Regions from separate parts of the Danio rerio genome. Here region 2 is linked to region 1. A link is a contact called in public Micro-C data. All regions are on one chromosome and are shown on one strand. Each heading gives the region's core, a stretch centred on a gene start, on an enhancer-like site or on the middle of the called end of the contact. The rest is flanking DNA. Distances are from core to core; before and after follow the strand shown. Region 1 holds the start of LOC567816 (zona pellucida-like domain-containing protein 1). Region 2 overlaps si:dkey-103g5.4.

Region 1 (7,943 bases), core at 3,115-5,614:
CAAGCATGTTTCAACACCTTAACTGAGTTGTTTCCTCAATCACCAAGGGTTACCTAATACCCTCGAGGAAACCGGCTCCACTCGTAGACTGTAAAACCTTGCAAATGTATTAGGTGTCGCTTGCACACGGCCAAGAGGATGCGATGCTCCAAGTGGAGTGCGCACGCACTCCTGCGGGACACGGCTCGCCCTGGCTCTGGTAAGTGAGAGAGATGGCTTTCTCGCGTCTAAGGACTACACGTGGAGGTTCCAAAGACCGGGGCGAGGGTGCCAGATGGTGCCCTATCCCTGAGACAGTAGGTCCTCTCTCAAAGGGATCTGCCAGGGGAGGGCCATCGCGAGGAGGGAGAGCTCTGACATCCAGGTCCGGTTGGGCCAGATAGGCGCAACCAGCAAGACCTGCTCCTCGTCCTCCCTGACCTTGCACAGTAACTGCGCGAGCAAGCTCACTGGGGAAACTCATATTTGCGCATGCCCCTAGGCAAGCTGTGGGCCAGTGCATCCATGCCGAGAGCACCCCTGGTGAGGGAAAAAAATCAACTGCCAATGAGCGTTTTTGGGGGAAGCAAACAGATCGATCACGCCCATATCATTTGAACAGGCTCGGGGTGGAGTCTCCATTCTCCAGGATGTAAAGGCTGCCGTGAGAGCGCGTTGGCGTTGAGAGCAGCGATTTAAGTCATGTATGACTCCAGAGGAGCAGAGGGGAGGTGCGCTGAGACATGCGGCGAGAGCGGATACCCCTATGCGGTTGTTATACGCCACCGTGCTGTCTGTCCTGACCGGGAAGTGCTGCTGCTTCAGCACCGGAAAAAAATGGTGGAGAGTGAGGAAGACTGCCAACAGCTCTAGGCGATTGGTATGCCAATGCAACTGGGTTCCTTTCCACAGGCCCGCAGCTGCATGCCAACAACACACAGCCCCCCAGCCCGTGCTGTAAGCATCTGTTGAACAACAACATGACTGGACGCCTATCCTAAAGGCACTCTGGCCTGTAGGAATGAGGAGATACAGAGGTGGCGCTCCTGGACCACTAATGTGGACATCGTCCTCCCCAATGCACACACAGCGGACTTAGTGGTCCGAAGAGCATAGTCAGTTGTGGTGCAGAGCTTGTGAAGCAAGCTTGAGTCGGACTCACCTCGTGCAGCTGGGCCAGCGCCTGCACTTGGTAGCACTGGTTGGTGCCATAGTGTGCAAGGTGGAAGCAGCCTGGCGCACAGGCTTGTAAGCTCTGGTTCGAGGGAGGCAGATAACCTACAGGCTTTGGACGGGAGACGAGGTGGACTCCACCAAGAAGAGGCACCACGCTGACAAAGATTGACCGCAATGACACGCTCAACTTGAGGAATCACCTCATACCCCCCCTGGCTGCTCCACCATCAAGAGTGGTGAGGGCGGAGAGACACGCAGCACGGGCAGAAAAAGATGCCCAACAGGATGGCGTGAGCCTACTGTGCACCTCCAGGAAGAAGGGGACGAGAGGCTTCGAAAGCTTGGCCCTCTTGTCCTCTACGTAGCACCCATCTAGTCGGTCCAGCCGCGGAGCTGGGGGATAAACCATCTCCAACCCCACGGCTGAAGCAGCTCTTAATATCAGGATTTGTTTTGACAGCACTCACCTGCCCGGAGGGGGCAAGCAGGTCTGGAGCCTCGTCGGACAATGAAAGCCCTTCCTCTGATGCAGCAGTGGACGTCTGGTCCCCTGTGTCATCGAACGTAAGGGCCTGGTTAGACAGATCGCTTCCTCCGCTCGAAGCTTGGTTGGAGTGCTTGGAGGAGTGGGAGGTCCGCAGGCCCGGAGGCAATGGATAATCTCCCACTGGAATCCTCAGACCTGCCCGAGTGCCCGCTGCAGTGCAGGGGACAGCTGGGGTGGTTCGCCTTTCCAAAAACGCACAGTCGGAGCGCCATCCTGGAAAAGGACGTGCTGCACGACTGTGTTGCTCTTTTAGGAAATTTGCAACTTTATGCGCACTGCTCTGGAGGATTGCTCTCATTCGCTCGAAATCGCTGGATATTAGCAGGAGAAGTCTCTGAAGCAAAAAGGATACCTCATCTTGCTTTCGCTGTGCTTTTATGCTAAATTGATTGCAACAAGCATCAGGTGAGCAAGCTGACGCTGCCAATTCCTTTGGTATTTCATTGTCCCGTTAACATACTCTTTTAGACGATTGGCTTTCTGAACAATAATCCCATAAGAGGATTAATTCCACTATAGCATTGGAGTTCCCCATCTGAAGGGGAATTATATTATTACATAATTGTATAGATTAATATATGAATCCATATTAAATAAGTGACTTATGTATTGTATTAAATATTTTATACCTAAATATTTCAATATGTAACAATTAAGAAAAGTTGTAAAATGCTGATTTCTTCAAACCTGCAGAGAGTGTCTGCAGGGGTTCTGCAGGCTGTCATTGACGGGCAGCTGGTAGCGGATGACAGGAGGGTTCACAGTGTTGTCGGGGGTACCCAAGCACAGGCTGTTATCACGTTGCCCGTTCAGTGCCAGACCACTGGCATTAAAGCCTGCCCATTCCGCAGTGCACAGGTTCACCTCTAGAGTGATCATATTGGTGCCACAGTGAACCACCAAATCACTGTTATCTGAGAAAATGAGAGGGGATATTAGTGTTCAACCAACTGCTCAGAAAATCAGTCTGATCTGACAGAGACTCACCTGGAACCCTGTTATTGTCTGAGGTGCAGTTATAGGAATGAACAGACTGCAGGACCACAGCCAGCAAACACAAGCATAAAAACAGCATCTTCCTGCTGTAGAGGCAAACACTATGACTGAATATCCTGTAAGGTTAAATAAATGTTAATGGGAGTTCTAATTGGTTTTAGGCAAGAAAATGCAGTCAAAATCTTTTTTGTCAAAATGCCTTTTTTTTTCATGCACCTGTCAATTTAGAAATTTTGGCTTTCCATAGGGTCGCCACTGGCTCACATCGTTCAGGATTGGTAGAGCAACACATCGATGAATTTGCGCTTCAGTGTTTGAACTCTCAGTAATGATTAAATCACACTGAACTGAGCTAAACTGAACTGAACTGAACTTAAACACTAAAAACTGAACTACACTGTTCTAGTTACTATGACCATTTATGTGAAGCTGCTTTGACACAATCTACATTGTAAAAGTGCTATACAAATAAAGCTGAATTGAATTGCATTGAATTGTTACTTCAGTCTTATGCAGGGGTGCCCAAACTTTTTCGTATGTAGGGCCAAAAACCAAATATCATTGATAGCCGTGAACCGAAGATAAATATACCAAACTATGTTACATTGAAGTTGTCATGGGTAATTTCTTAATTCATATAATTTTTTCATAATATAAAAAAACATAGAAAACCTTACTCTAAATCATATAACTTTTTCAATTATAACTTATTCCAACAAATACATAAACACATTTATAACATGGAGGAGTTCAATGCAGAATACACTACTCAAGCAGATACTTCCTTAATTTACTCACCAAAGCCTCTGCATTCTCCTCTATCCATCGTGTGTACATTTGAAACTAAATCTGATTAATTTACACCATTTAAATTGAAACATTTAATTTCAGATAGTTTTTGTAGTTTATACAATAAAACAAAGAAAAAAGGGTACATTAAATTTAAAATGACAATCTCCATTCTCAGGATAGCAGGCCAAATCAAAGGTTGAAATGGACCAATTTTGGTCAAAGTGCCATAGTTTGGATATCTCTGGTCTAATGAAAAAATATATGCAAAATATACTCTTTTTTTTATTTCAATATCAATACATATGATGGTTCATTCAGCTGTGGCAACCCCTGATAAATAAGAGACTAAGCCAAAGGAACATGAATGAATGAAAAATACATATTTTTAAAGGCCTATTTCTCAATGTTTCGAGTTTTCTCTTCTACACTGAGCCATAAATCTCCACTTCAGAAGCAATGATGCATTTAACTTCAGTTTTATCCATATCCTTATTCTGATTTTTTTTTTTTACAGTGGGATAAATCCATAAATGATTTGCCTTTATGTACATTTTATTGTACAAAACATAAAAAAATTTATTCTGACTGTTTGCAGTATTTTCTGAACTATGGAGTGATAAAAAAGATTACCCTAATTCCTCTCAGTAACAAGCTTTAAATAAAAAAAACAATAAAGCAAGACTTTTCAACCTGACTTCATCCAATATTCAGATATTTGTGCGAAAAAAAAGTATGCAGATTTTTTGCAGATTTTCTTGACCTTATTTAATTACAGTGTCTCGCCATAAAGAGAAAAAAACAGTAGATATAAATGTAAAGAATGAGTGTGTCATACCTGTGTAAGTCCCCGGCAGGTGAATGGACAGTATTTGAGGAAGGTGATGAGACTGAGAGTTGATATATATAGTGTTGGACCCCAAGCAGAATTTAATAGGTGCAGGGAGTGTCTCATCTGTCCTGTTTCTTTCAAGATTAAAACATGTATCCCCTCAGGTTCTGATTATTAATGAGTGACAGTGCAATTTGATGCATATTAAGTGGACACTTGTAAAAATTTTCAGAAACGTTGATATTAATGACTATTAAGGAATATGTAGGTGTTTTGAGGTTTGCATAAGTATAATCAAACTTATTTCAATATGAATATTTAATATTGATTCATAATCAATCTTAATAAAAAATGCTAGGTTCAACAACAATAATAATATTTATTTATGGTACGCTTTTCTCATACTTAAAGCGCTAACAAGAGCATCAGAACACAATAAAACATGAAAAGGTACAGATTAAAAAAAGAAACCCTCAGAAATAATAAGCAATAACAAAATAGCTTCATGCTCTTCCAACACAAATCGATTAAGTTAACTAACTAAATCAACTAATTTTACAAACTAAAGTGGAATGAAGATAAAACAATTAAGTTGCCCCCCACCTCCAAAAAACAAAAATTAAAATTCTATTGATTGAGCCCATTTTAGTAGTTCAGTAGTCTTAGTTTAGTAGTTCATTAGTTTAAACAAGTAGCAAAAATAATTTTGAGTGTAATATAAATATTATATATAGAATATTTAGTCATTATTATGATCATTTATTTACAGTGCAGTATGAAATAATTCATTGTTAATGATCTAAGTTGTGCTAACGTACTAAAAATAAGCAGTTATCATTTTACTATTTAAACTAACATAAAGAGGAATAAATACTATAAAAGGAATGTATTACTTGTTGGTATGTTAGTAAATAAGAACGTTATCAAATGTAATCTAATTGTAAAGTGTAACCATTTTGTTCATCCCGTGACATTATTTGTAACCATATTCAATGTCAAAACCTTAGAAAGTGAATTAAGTTTCTTTTTATGAATCATTTGAAATGTAAAATGTTGCATCATCTCCTGGGAATAGAATCATTATGAATACAAGAAATGTGATCAGTTGCCACAAGGTGCGAAACACAGGACGCCAAAAACTTTTGTTGGTTTGTCTCGCATGCGAGCATCAGCTATTGTCTTTGGAGAGCAGCAAACTCAAACACCCCTGCTAAAGGCTAAAGGATCACTTTAGACGGAGTTATGCTGATATCTGACAAACAGCTTTCAATAAAGCATGTACTCTACAATTGTTTGTGCCAAAAAAGCCCCTGAGCTAGAGAACATATTTCACATATTATGCTTCGAAGCGTCACACCATGTTCTCCACTATAAACTGAACTGTAAGAGTTTTCTGGATTCCTGTGTTTTTCAATTTTGTTCTCAGTTCAGATCACTACATATGATCTGCCAGGTGATGAAAAGTCAAGTACACACTGCAGCTAAATTTGATTGTCAGGTCACCCATTCTGTGCTTAATCCTGTTCTGTACACAGTTTATGAGAGCAACATCTGCATTTGTAAACTAAATAGTTCTTATACCCTCTGTAAGTTTCAGGAGCATTAACTGCATTCAAAAACGAGGGTGAGTTTTCTAAATTATCATTCACTTAGTGTGAAGAACAAGACTAAAATCAAATGATGCATCAATGTAGCCATAGTCACATTCAGCTATTTAGTGCTGTTTTTGACCAGATTAATATTGCATCAAACACTTGTGTTCTGCAGTTTGAATTAAAGCACGGACACACATTGTTAACAATTTTTGTAACTTACACGGTATTTAACTGTGATATAAAGTATACTGTAGGACTATTATGCAATAGAATTGCTATGCGCAGCCTTGGGCTGAAAGGGGTCCGGTTCAGGGACCACAAGATTTTATCTCTGTTATTCGCAGATGATGTTGTTCTGTTGGCTTCACCGAACATGGACCTTCAGCACGCACTGGGGGAAGTGGGGGGGGGGCATGGTGCTACAACGGAAAAAGATGGTTTGCCATCCCCAGGTTGGAGAAAAGACCTTACCCCAGGTGGAGAAGTTCAAGTATCTTAAGGTTTTATTCACGATTGACGGCCGGATAAAACGTGAGATTGACAGGCAGATCGGTGCAGCGGCAGCAGTAATGCTGTTGATGTACCGATCCGTTGTGTTAAAGAAGGAGCTGAGTCGAAAGGCAAAGCTCTCGATTTACCGGTCAATCTCCATTTCTACTCTCAACTATGGTCATGAGCTTCGGGTCATAACCAAAAGGAGAAGATCTCTGATACAAGAGGCTGAAATGAGTTTCCTTCGCAGGGTGGCATGGCGCACCCATCACCTGGAAGGAGCTCGGAGTAGAGCCGCTGCACCTCCACATCGAGAGAAGTCAGCTGAGGTGCCTTGGGTATCTATTTCGGATGCATCCTGGATGCCTAAAGCAAGGGAGGCGTTCCAGGCATGTCCCACTGTAAGGAGGCCTGAAAGATAACCCAGGACAAGCTGGAGGGACTGTGTCTCTCGGCTGGCCTGCTAACGCCTCGGGATCCCCCCGAAGGAGCTGAAGGAAGTGTCTGGGGAAAGGGAAGTCTGAGTTTCTCTCCTGAGATTGCTGTCCCTGCGACCTGGCCCTAGAAAAGCAGATGAAAATGAATAAATGAATTGTAAAAATTACAGTATATAGTTTACAGTATAGATAAATAGTGCTGTAAATATAAATACAGTGTTTTTGCTGCAATTGTCTCACAGTAGTGTTTCTCAATTCTGGTTCTCGCCCCGTTTTTAAAAACACCATAAAATGGAGCCCGAAGACACCTATTAAAGATGCATCCGGAAAAAAAAGCTTATGTCCATGGTAGTTATATTTAGAAAGAAAGAAAGAAAGAAAGAAAGAAAGAAAGAAAGAAAGAAAGAAAGAAAGAAAGAAAGAAAGAAAGAAAGAAAGAAAGAAAGGAAGGAAGGAAGGAAGGAAGGAAGGAAGGAAGGAAGGAAGGAAGGAAGGAAGGAAGGAAGGAAGGAGGAAAGAAGGAGGGAAGGAAGGAAGGAAGGAAGGAAGGAAGGAAGGAAGCAAAGAAGTGAAGAAGAGAGGAAAAGAAAGAAAGAAAGAGCCAACCATAGCAAAGGCTATATAACTGTAATGAAAAATGCAAGAAACAAATGCATAGTTGGTGTTTAGGGAATTAGGGAATTCACACAGTAGCCTATTTAAATTTGCGTGTCACTATACTGAAAATCGGACAGATTTAGACAGAATCCTTCAAGACTGCTATAGTGTAAAGTTTCACTACATTCATAAACCATTGTTCATAAATGTATACGGCAACACCACTGGCATATTAATGTATAACAACTCAGGCCTATTTTGATTTAATCATTTAATTGTAGCATAAATATTTGGGTCAGAACCAAATAGTCAAATGTGTGATTTTGTGTTGTGTTCCACCTCATGGCACCAACATCCTATAATTATACATGGTTGGGAAAAACATTTTAATCAGATTAATTTATGAATCCTCTTCAGCACTGTAAAAACATATTCTGCGTATTCACACGGTGCAAGGAAACCCACTTTGTAAAGAGCAAAACTCTTTTGTCAAATATTCAAGA
Region 2 (7,943 bases), core at 1,589-4,088, 44 kb before region 1:
AACACATTAACCTGGAAGTTGTGACAGTGTTCCCATTTTAAGCCAAATTCCCTAGCTGCGTCCCAAATGGCACACTATACACTATGCACTCATGCACTATGTACTTATGCACTTACACACTCAACAGGATAGTATATGTATGTAGTGTTGTCCCAAATGGCACACTAATGTTTTTTTACTAAGCGGAAATTCAAACCGTTTCCCTGATGATGTTTGACTGTTGCCAAATCAGTGAAATAAACGACTGAATTATCAAGTAATACCTGCCGTGAGTATTGCCGCATTTACCATCGGGAGGCGCAATAATCACTCTCGTAGGAGAATTTTGCTTTCACCATCCAAAATAAATAAAGTTATTCAACATGTGCTTCCGATCGCTCCGCCCCTTCCGCTACGTAAGCAAACCTGCGGTCGTTAAGTGCGTGAAGTGTCCATCATTACACACTTCATTTTAGCGGCTGAATGAGTGCATCATCCGGGTAATTAAAGTGCACTTATTATTTTGAGAGTTTTCAATGTGAACACACTACTTACACTATTCATACTACAAAATGGCGTAAAATAGTGCATAAGTATGCGATTTGGGACGCAGCTCCTGTCTTTCCTCAGACTTTCACTGACTTAAAAGCTGTATTTCCATGACATCTAATGAACGGAAAAACAGGTCGTTGTTGTGCTTATATATCAATAATATAATATATTAATATAATATATACATTGCTCAGCATAACTAAGTACAATCCATTTAAAAAATGAATATATTTATCCATCTCTCAGTGAATACAGGCAATGTATTTTGGTGCATTTAAACAAAAATATTTAATTCAAGCAAAATATTGCAAAAAAAAAAAAACTTTAACTGTTATGTTTGATAAGCTCCAGATTTGGCTTCAGTACTGACTAATCTAATGTATGTGCTTAAATATAATATTGTAGAGCTTCCTACAGTATTAAAAATATTAATTTAAAAGATAGATTTGCCTTAGTTAACAGGTAAATCCTGGTGACTGGATTTGACTGACAGTAGATGAGTGTGAAAGGAATAAAATAAGAATGAGCTAAAAATCCTATGAGAAATAGCCTAAGCATAACATTAGACATGAAACAGTGCAATATAATAAATACAGTATAGAAAATAAAAACATTTTGATAAATGAAGTTTATCAAAACTTCATTTTGATTAATTCAGTTGCGTTTAACTAATGTTGGAGTTTTCAGAATTAGATGAACACTAAAATCACCAAAGAGATCGTTCCTATCAGCCAAGCAGACTTTGGTTAAATGTCAAGTTTAGGTTTACTTGGTGACTTACATATTTTCATTCACCTATCGGTTCCCTCTGATTTTAGAGATAAGTGAGGGTTGGAATTAGTGTTAGGGGGAAATTATAAGCTTTTCACTCATCATAGCACACGTGCTGTTGATGATGTGACAAAAAAGTGATTTGATAAAGTCAAGACTACCTTTCTGAACAAATATGGATATAGGATTAATAAAAAAATGGCTAAATTCTTAGCAAAATCACTGTTCGATGGACACCCTACTGTGAACATTAAAATACTCACTTTTTTATAACAGTGAGCAGGATGTGTGTTAAGAGGATTTCAGTGTGAAGAAAATATCCTGTGCTGAACTACCTAACATAATTCAATGTATATACATTTTAGCTTTAAATCCATGACAACATAAGACTTAAAATGACTTTAAAAATAGCTAAACGTCACAAAAACTGATATAATATTAATCACCACTGTGCTCATCAAAGACAAATGACCCAAAATGAAAAATGCTCTGAAAGTTCTCACACCATTTAAACAATACATCATATTAAATGACCCTTCAAAACGCTCCGCCCCCTCGGTTACTGTTGCTGTTTTAGACTAGGATTACAGAACAGAAGGAAAAGGACATTTCTGTGACCATAATGTGCATAGATAGATAGATAGATAGATAGATAGATAGATAGATAGATGGATGGATGGATGGATGGATGGATGGATGGATGGATGGATGGATGGATGGATGGATGGATGGATGGATGGATGGATGGATGGATGGATGGATGGATGGATGGATGGATGGATGGATGGATGGATGGATGGATGGAAATTTTTCCATTTTCATTATGAATTTATTATGTTGTAATCACCAATATGCCACATTGATTTGGGGCCCCAAAGCAATTCCGGGTGTAAGCACTTTTAGGGTATGGGACCCTAGCATTGAAACTCAAAACAATCTCTTTCTCTATAGATATTTTTTGTAAACAACCAGCATGTTAGAAATATATTTTAAGTGGAACCTTTATTTTCTCGATGTAAAATTAAATACAATAAATTCACACAATTTTTTTTAATAGAATACAAAATAAAAATAGCCATATTTGTGATTAGATTTTAATATTTGCATGTGCAGTACAGAAGGAACATTCCACTAGGCTTTTCATGGGGCCCCTGGTTTTAAAAAGAAGTAATATCATTGAAATCTTAATGGTTATAGTCAGATTTTACAACATAAAATAGAAAGTAAAAAAAACAAAACTATATGATTAATATAGGCTTCTTGACAGTGTTCGGGGGCCCCAATTCCCCGGGGCCCTAAGCGACTGCCTTATTGGTTAAGTCCGCTCATGATAACCTGTATTCATTTGTTTGTACCAACAAGTATTTTAGACGACTTACCAACACCAGCATCGGCTGTAAAGACAAGGGTGGAAGAAGCAGGATCAAAGTCCACGTTTCCAGCCACAGGCAGTAGTTTGCCAGTCTGGGGGTGCAGAAAGAAGTCCGGGGGCACGGGCATGCTGTGACCACTAGCCAGTAACATATGAGCATTAGAGTTGGGTTGAATGAGGCCTGTGAGGGGATCTACATGAACAGCGTCGCAAGTTCTAACAGATCCATCAGGGGCTGTGGAGGGGAAAGCAGTGAAATCTTTCTGTGCTTCTGCAGACTTTAATCAATCAGTCATGCCACAGACGTGCCAAGTTGAGCCTCAGAGGTTATTTATCAGGATTTGACCAGCATAATGTGCGCTATGTTGTAAAATAGCTTCACCTAGTGGTGAGGCTGAGCTTTTCAGGTCTTACAGTTAAACTCCACTAGGGGGAGTAAGTGCACAGTCATTGACCGAACACATTTTTATCATGTACAAAAATAACATTAGGCCTGAATTACTGTCTATAAAAAGATGTTTTAGGATGTCTCACCGATGACGTCTTCCCTGCTGAGGACGGCTCCAGTAGCAGGGCATAATAGCTGTGCTCCAGTGCCCTCTTTGAGCACAGAGCTGGCGCCTGCCCTCTGGCTCTCCACTGATACCATCTCAGTCATCTCATCAGCCAGAAGAGACACTCGCTCCACAACACTGCAATGCACAGAAAATACAGCAGGTCAGTCATTCTCAACCAGACGGCCAGGGTCAACCGGGGGTCTTTAGCAGACCACCAAGGGAGCTCAAGATGACTTTAAAGAGATCTAAAATAAAATAAGCAAGCATTAGCATACTTTAAGCTGTGAATCGAGGTATTTATTGTTTTAATTCAGCTCATTAATAAATCAGTTCCTTTTATCTTTGAAAACCTTGAGGCTGTCTAATTGACAACAATTAAATACATCTTTTACATGTAAATACAAGTTTTATAGTTATGGAGCACAATTAAAAACCACTACAGTTGACCAATTTACTATGCTGACATCACAAGCCATAGGCCACAGCAAAGAGATGTTTTTACCTTGATTTAAAAGTATGCAATGTTATAATGTAATATACATTTACATAATCAGTACTATACTAATCTTTTGAGAGCTGACACTTGACAGAACTTATTATTATTATTAAAAGTTAGTAAAGAACAATTGGACAAGTTATGAGGCCTTTGCGTATTGTTATGAAGTTAAAAAGGTTGAAAAACACTGCATAGGTTTTGAATTATGTAAATGAATTAACACAGCATTTAAATAATAGTTAGAAGCAAATTATATTTACTGTATGAAAATGTCGAAAGTGTAAGGAAGGATTTTTAAGAATATTAATACTAAAAGAAGTCAGTTATGTTCTCCAAGGTTGATTTCACTGGGAAATAGATTCATAATGTTTAAAATAAAAGTTTTTATTATAATAAAGTACTGCACTATCCAGTGTTCTTCAGAATCATTCTTATATGCAGATTTCTCATTACATTTCTCATTATCAATGCTGGAACAGTTGCACTGTTTAATAATTTTATTCAATTTGCATCAATTTAAAATGTTGCTTCAATGACACCTTACCATACTACATTAGTATATCCAAGCATATCCAAATAATGTTGTTTCATATGATCTCAATGTGTCATTACGACTCATTGTTAATACTTTAGTTTTGACTGTATGATTATGCATAAGTCTATGCATGTTTTATTTAACTAAATGTTTAATACTTTTAACTATCGTTATATATTATAGCAAAAGTTTTATATTATTGCAAATATATATATATATATATATATATATATATATATATATATATATATATATATATATATATATATATATATATATATATATATATATATATATATATATATATATACTGTAAATAAAGAAATGTAATGTTCTACTGAAGAAGGAAAGTCACCAACAATTTGGATGCTTTGAGGTTTGAGTAATGCAACTGCTAAACTTTCAACTATTCTTTTAATTGTCTATGTAAAAGCATGGTGAGGAGGTGAAGGGCAGGCTGTGGTACTGCATATCCACAGGCATGAAGTCAAGCAGCCATTGGTGTTTGTGATGGTCTGGCTATGTCGTGCCCTTCCTAGAAATCAAGGACACCTAGCTGATGCCTCTGATGCTCATGTTATCTGATGTACCTCATAAACACTGAAGTCTGACACCAGCAGAGGTTAAGGACAGATTGAACAGCACAAATCAGCCTAAACCCTCTGTACTTTATTATTTCTTACTGACCCCTAAATACTAGTGGTAATATATAATATACAATATCCAAAAGTGGTAATATTCAAAATACAGCTATGGAAAATAAAGCCACCACTTAAAAATTCTCAATTTCATTTGAGTTAACAATTGAGTAAAATGCTAAAAACTTGTTTAATTCTATATAGGTTCTGATAACATTTCAGATTAAAACTGTAATTTTAGAGGTTTTTTTTTTTAAAACAAATGACAACTGATGTAAAATATTAATGTATAACATAAATTTCTTAATTCTTCTGAAGTCATAAATTAAGCTAAAATTAATACTATTATGCAAATTTTAGCTAATTATATGCAAAATCTATCTATCTATCTATCTATCTATCTATCTATCTATCTATCTATCTATCTGTCTGTCTGTCTGTCTGTCTGTCTGTCTGTCTGTCTGTCTGTCTGTCTGTCTGTCTGTCTGTCTGTCTATCTATCTATCTATCTATCTATCTATCCATCCATCTATCTATACATCTATCTCACTCAAGCACACATACAGTATGCGTTAATCACAAAACCAGAGAATTTATAAATGTTAAATGTTTAGTGACTAAAACATTATTTTAATAAATATATCTGTTTAATACATCTGTTTTGTTTAAATGCACCAAATACATTGCCTATATTTACTATACAAATATTTATTTTCAAAATGGGGTGTACTTAATTATGCATATGAAACATTTTCTGTTTGGCCAGGATTATTTTCTCCAATTCTGACCACCCCACACACACATCATCCTCCCCATGACATACTGTTGTTTGATGTATTTGTCCCAGAGCGAGGCCTGACCCTCGGCCGCCAGTCTGAGAAGCCTCAAGCTCTCCCTCATCCGCGCTCTGAAGCCCCTCTGCATGGCCTGCTTGGCCTTCATCTCCACCAGCAGGATCTGCATCTGACTGTCCAGCAGCTGAATCATCTGATTGGCCATCGCTCTGCGCCGCACCATCTCCTGCTCTACTTGCCTCTCCAAACCTTCGCCTTTCCCTCCAAACATCCTCCAGCCAGGGTGGAGCTCCTTCAGCTTCCCCTGCAGCCCCTGGTAGAGTTGCTTCACCTACATCGGTGCATGATTACTACTCAATAAGACAAGCTGACAAAAGAATGCTGTAATTCACACTTTACCAGAGGGAAGTAATAATTCACTACATACAGTAGTATCATCGTACTGAACAGTGAAACAAGAGAGACGGTTAATTACAACGGAGCAATTCAATATGGATAAAAACATGTTTGAACTGATATTTGAAGCTCTGATATTTGTTCCCGTTGAGTCTCACCTCTCCTTTGAGCTGTCCAAGGCGAACGGTGACCGACACGCTGTGCTTGAGCAGGATTTCATAGAAGGTGCTGGAACTGAAGGCTTCCAGATCCACTTGCTCTTCATAGTCCCAGAATTCACTCGATACCAGAGCCACTGCTGTGGGAAATAAAGGAATAAAGGAAAGGAATAAAATGGAAAATAATGGATTTGTAATACTTATTAATAATAATTTATCAACAATGAATAAATGGAAAGTAAAGTAAAAAAAACTAAAATCCATATTTCACGACTGGAATACAACTTAAAATCAACTATATATACTGTATACAGTTGAAGTCAGAATTATTAGCCCACCACAATTATTAGCCACCCTCATTATTTTTCCCCCAATTTCTTTTTAATGAAGTGAAGATTGTTTTCGACACATTTCTAAACATGTTAGTTTTAATAACTCATTTCTAATAACTGTTTTATTTTATCTTTGCCATGATGACAGTAAATAATATTTGACTAGATATTTTGCAAGACACTTCTATACAGCTTAAAGGGACATTTAAAGGCTTAACTAGGTAATTTAGGTTAACTAGTCAGGTTAGGGTATTTAGGCAAGTTACTGTATAATGATAGTTTGTTTTAAAGACTATCGAAAAAATATATAGCTTTAAAGGGTTAATAATTTTGACCTTACTGTGAGCATTTCCTTGCTCTGTTAAACATCTATTGCGAAATATTTAAAAAAATAATAATAATTCAAAGGGGGGCTAAAAATTCTGACTTCAACTGTATATATATAGAACCATGCATCATTTTTAGTAGCCAACAACTTGAAGGGGCTCTATTTTAACAATCTAGTCGCAGAGTGTAAGCAGAGCACAGCGCATATATATATATATATATATATATATATATATATATATATATATATATAATTTCTTTTATTCATTTTCAGAAAATGACAGTTGGTTATTATAACAAGTAACTTTAGTAATAATTAAATATACTGTATGAAAAATTTCGAAAGGAAAGATAAGTGATGCTTGCCATGGCAGATGTTAAAGTTTTGTTAGATGGTTGTTGTGGTGTATGATATATATATATTTATATAATGAGTATGTGAGATAGCACAACTAATAACTAAAGGAATAATAGCAATAACAAGTTTCCATTTGTTGTAATTGAAAATCGTAATAAAACTCTTGTCTTTTATAATTCTGAAGTTAAATTGTAGATATTGTGTTGCCTAAAATGAATATAAACACGTTTGAAGATAACAATATTTTTTTTAGGGATGTCCCAATTGTCCGAGTTATTTGATTATGAGTATCTACCAATACCAAAACCCGATCTGATACTTCTATAATCCATAAAAAAAGAATAAAGAAGAGCACAGAGGAAGAATAAAAAAGAAACAGATCCAGGATGTTCCTTATTTTTAAATGTAATACAAAGATATATATTCGAGTCCTGATCGGGAGGTAATGTCCGATTTTGATTGAGTCTGAAACCACGTGATCGGGCCCGATTTCCGTTCACGTGATCGGATCTGGACATCCCCAATTATTTTGACCAACTGTCATCTTATGCAACAAGAACAATAAAAACTCTAAATGAAAACAATTTTATTTTTACTCAAACACAAAACCTTAAATTGCAAAAAAGAAAGTCTACATTCTTTCATAGCTGTAAGTGATTCATGTTAATTAATTACATT

Evidence for each region. Hi-C and Micro-C count contacts between places; a contact is called where the count stands out from the background.
Region 2: a Micro-C map of caudal fin shows a contact between it and region 1, with 5 times the contacts expected there. The contact joins the enhancer-like site here to the promoter of LOC567816 in region 1. A contact is called at or near these places in 3 of 18 Hi-C or Micro-C datasets (caudal fin, embryo and an unstated tissue).

What each region holds. Positions count from the first base shown.
Region 1 is chr15:24,322,346-24,330,288 of GRCz12tu, reverse strand. It overlaps LOC567816 (zona pellucida-like domain-containing protein 1), which reads right to left and starts at 4,364. Exons shown (of 11, transcript XM_691119.9): 1 at 4,326-4,364; 2 at 2,690-2,814; 3 at 2,390-2,616. The coding sequence starts at 2,777.
Region 2 is chr15:24,364,601-24,372,543 of GRCz12tu, reverse strand. si:dkey-103g5.4 reads right to left here. Exons shown (of 31, transcript XR_012390829.1): 10 at 6,249-6,388; 11 at 5,724-6,025; 12 at 3,209-3,366; 13 at 2,682-2,909. Among named protein-coding and RNA genes, the nearest start is that of si:dkey-103g5.4, 21 kb to the right of the region's middle. Within about 2 kb of position 2,838, at least 11 of the 62 cell types and tissues checked have an H3K27ac peak or open chromatin away from gene starts, as enhancers often do.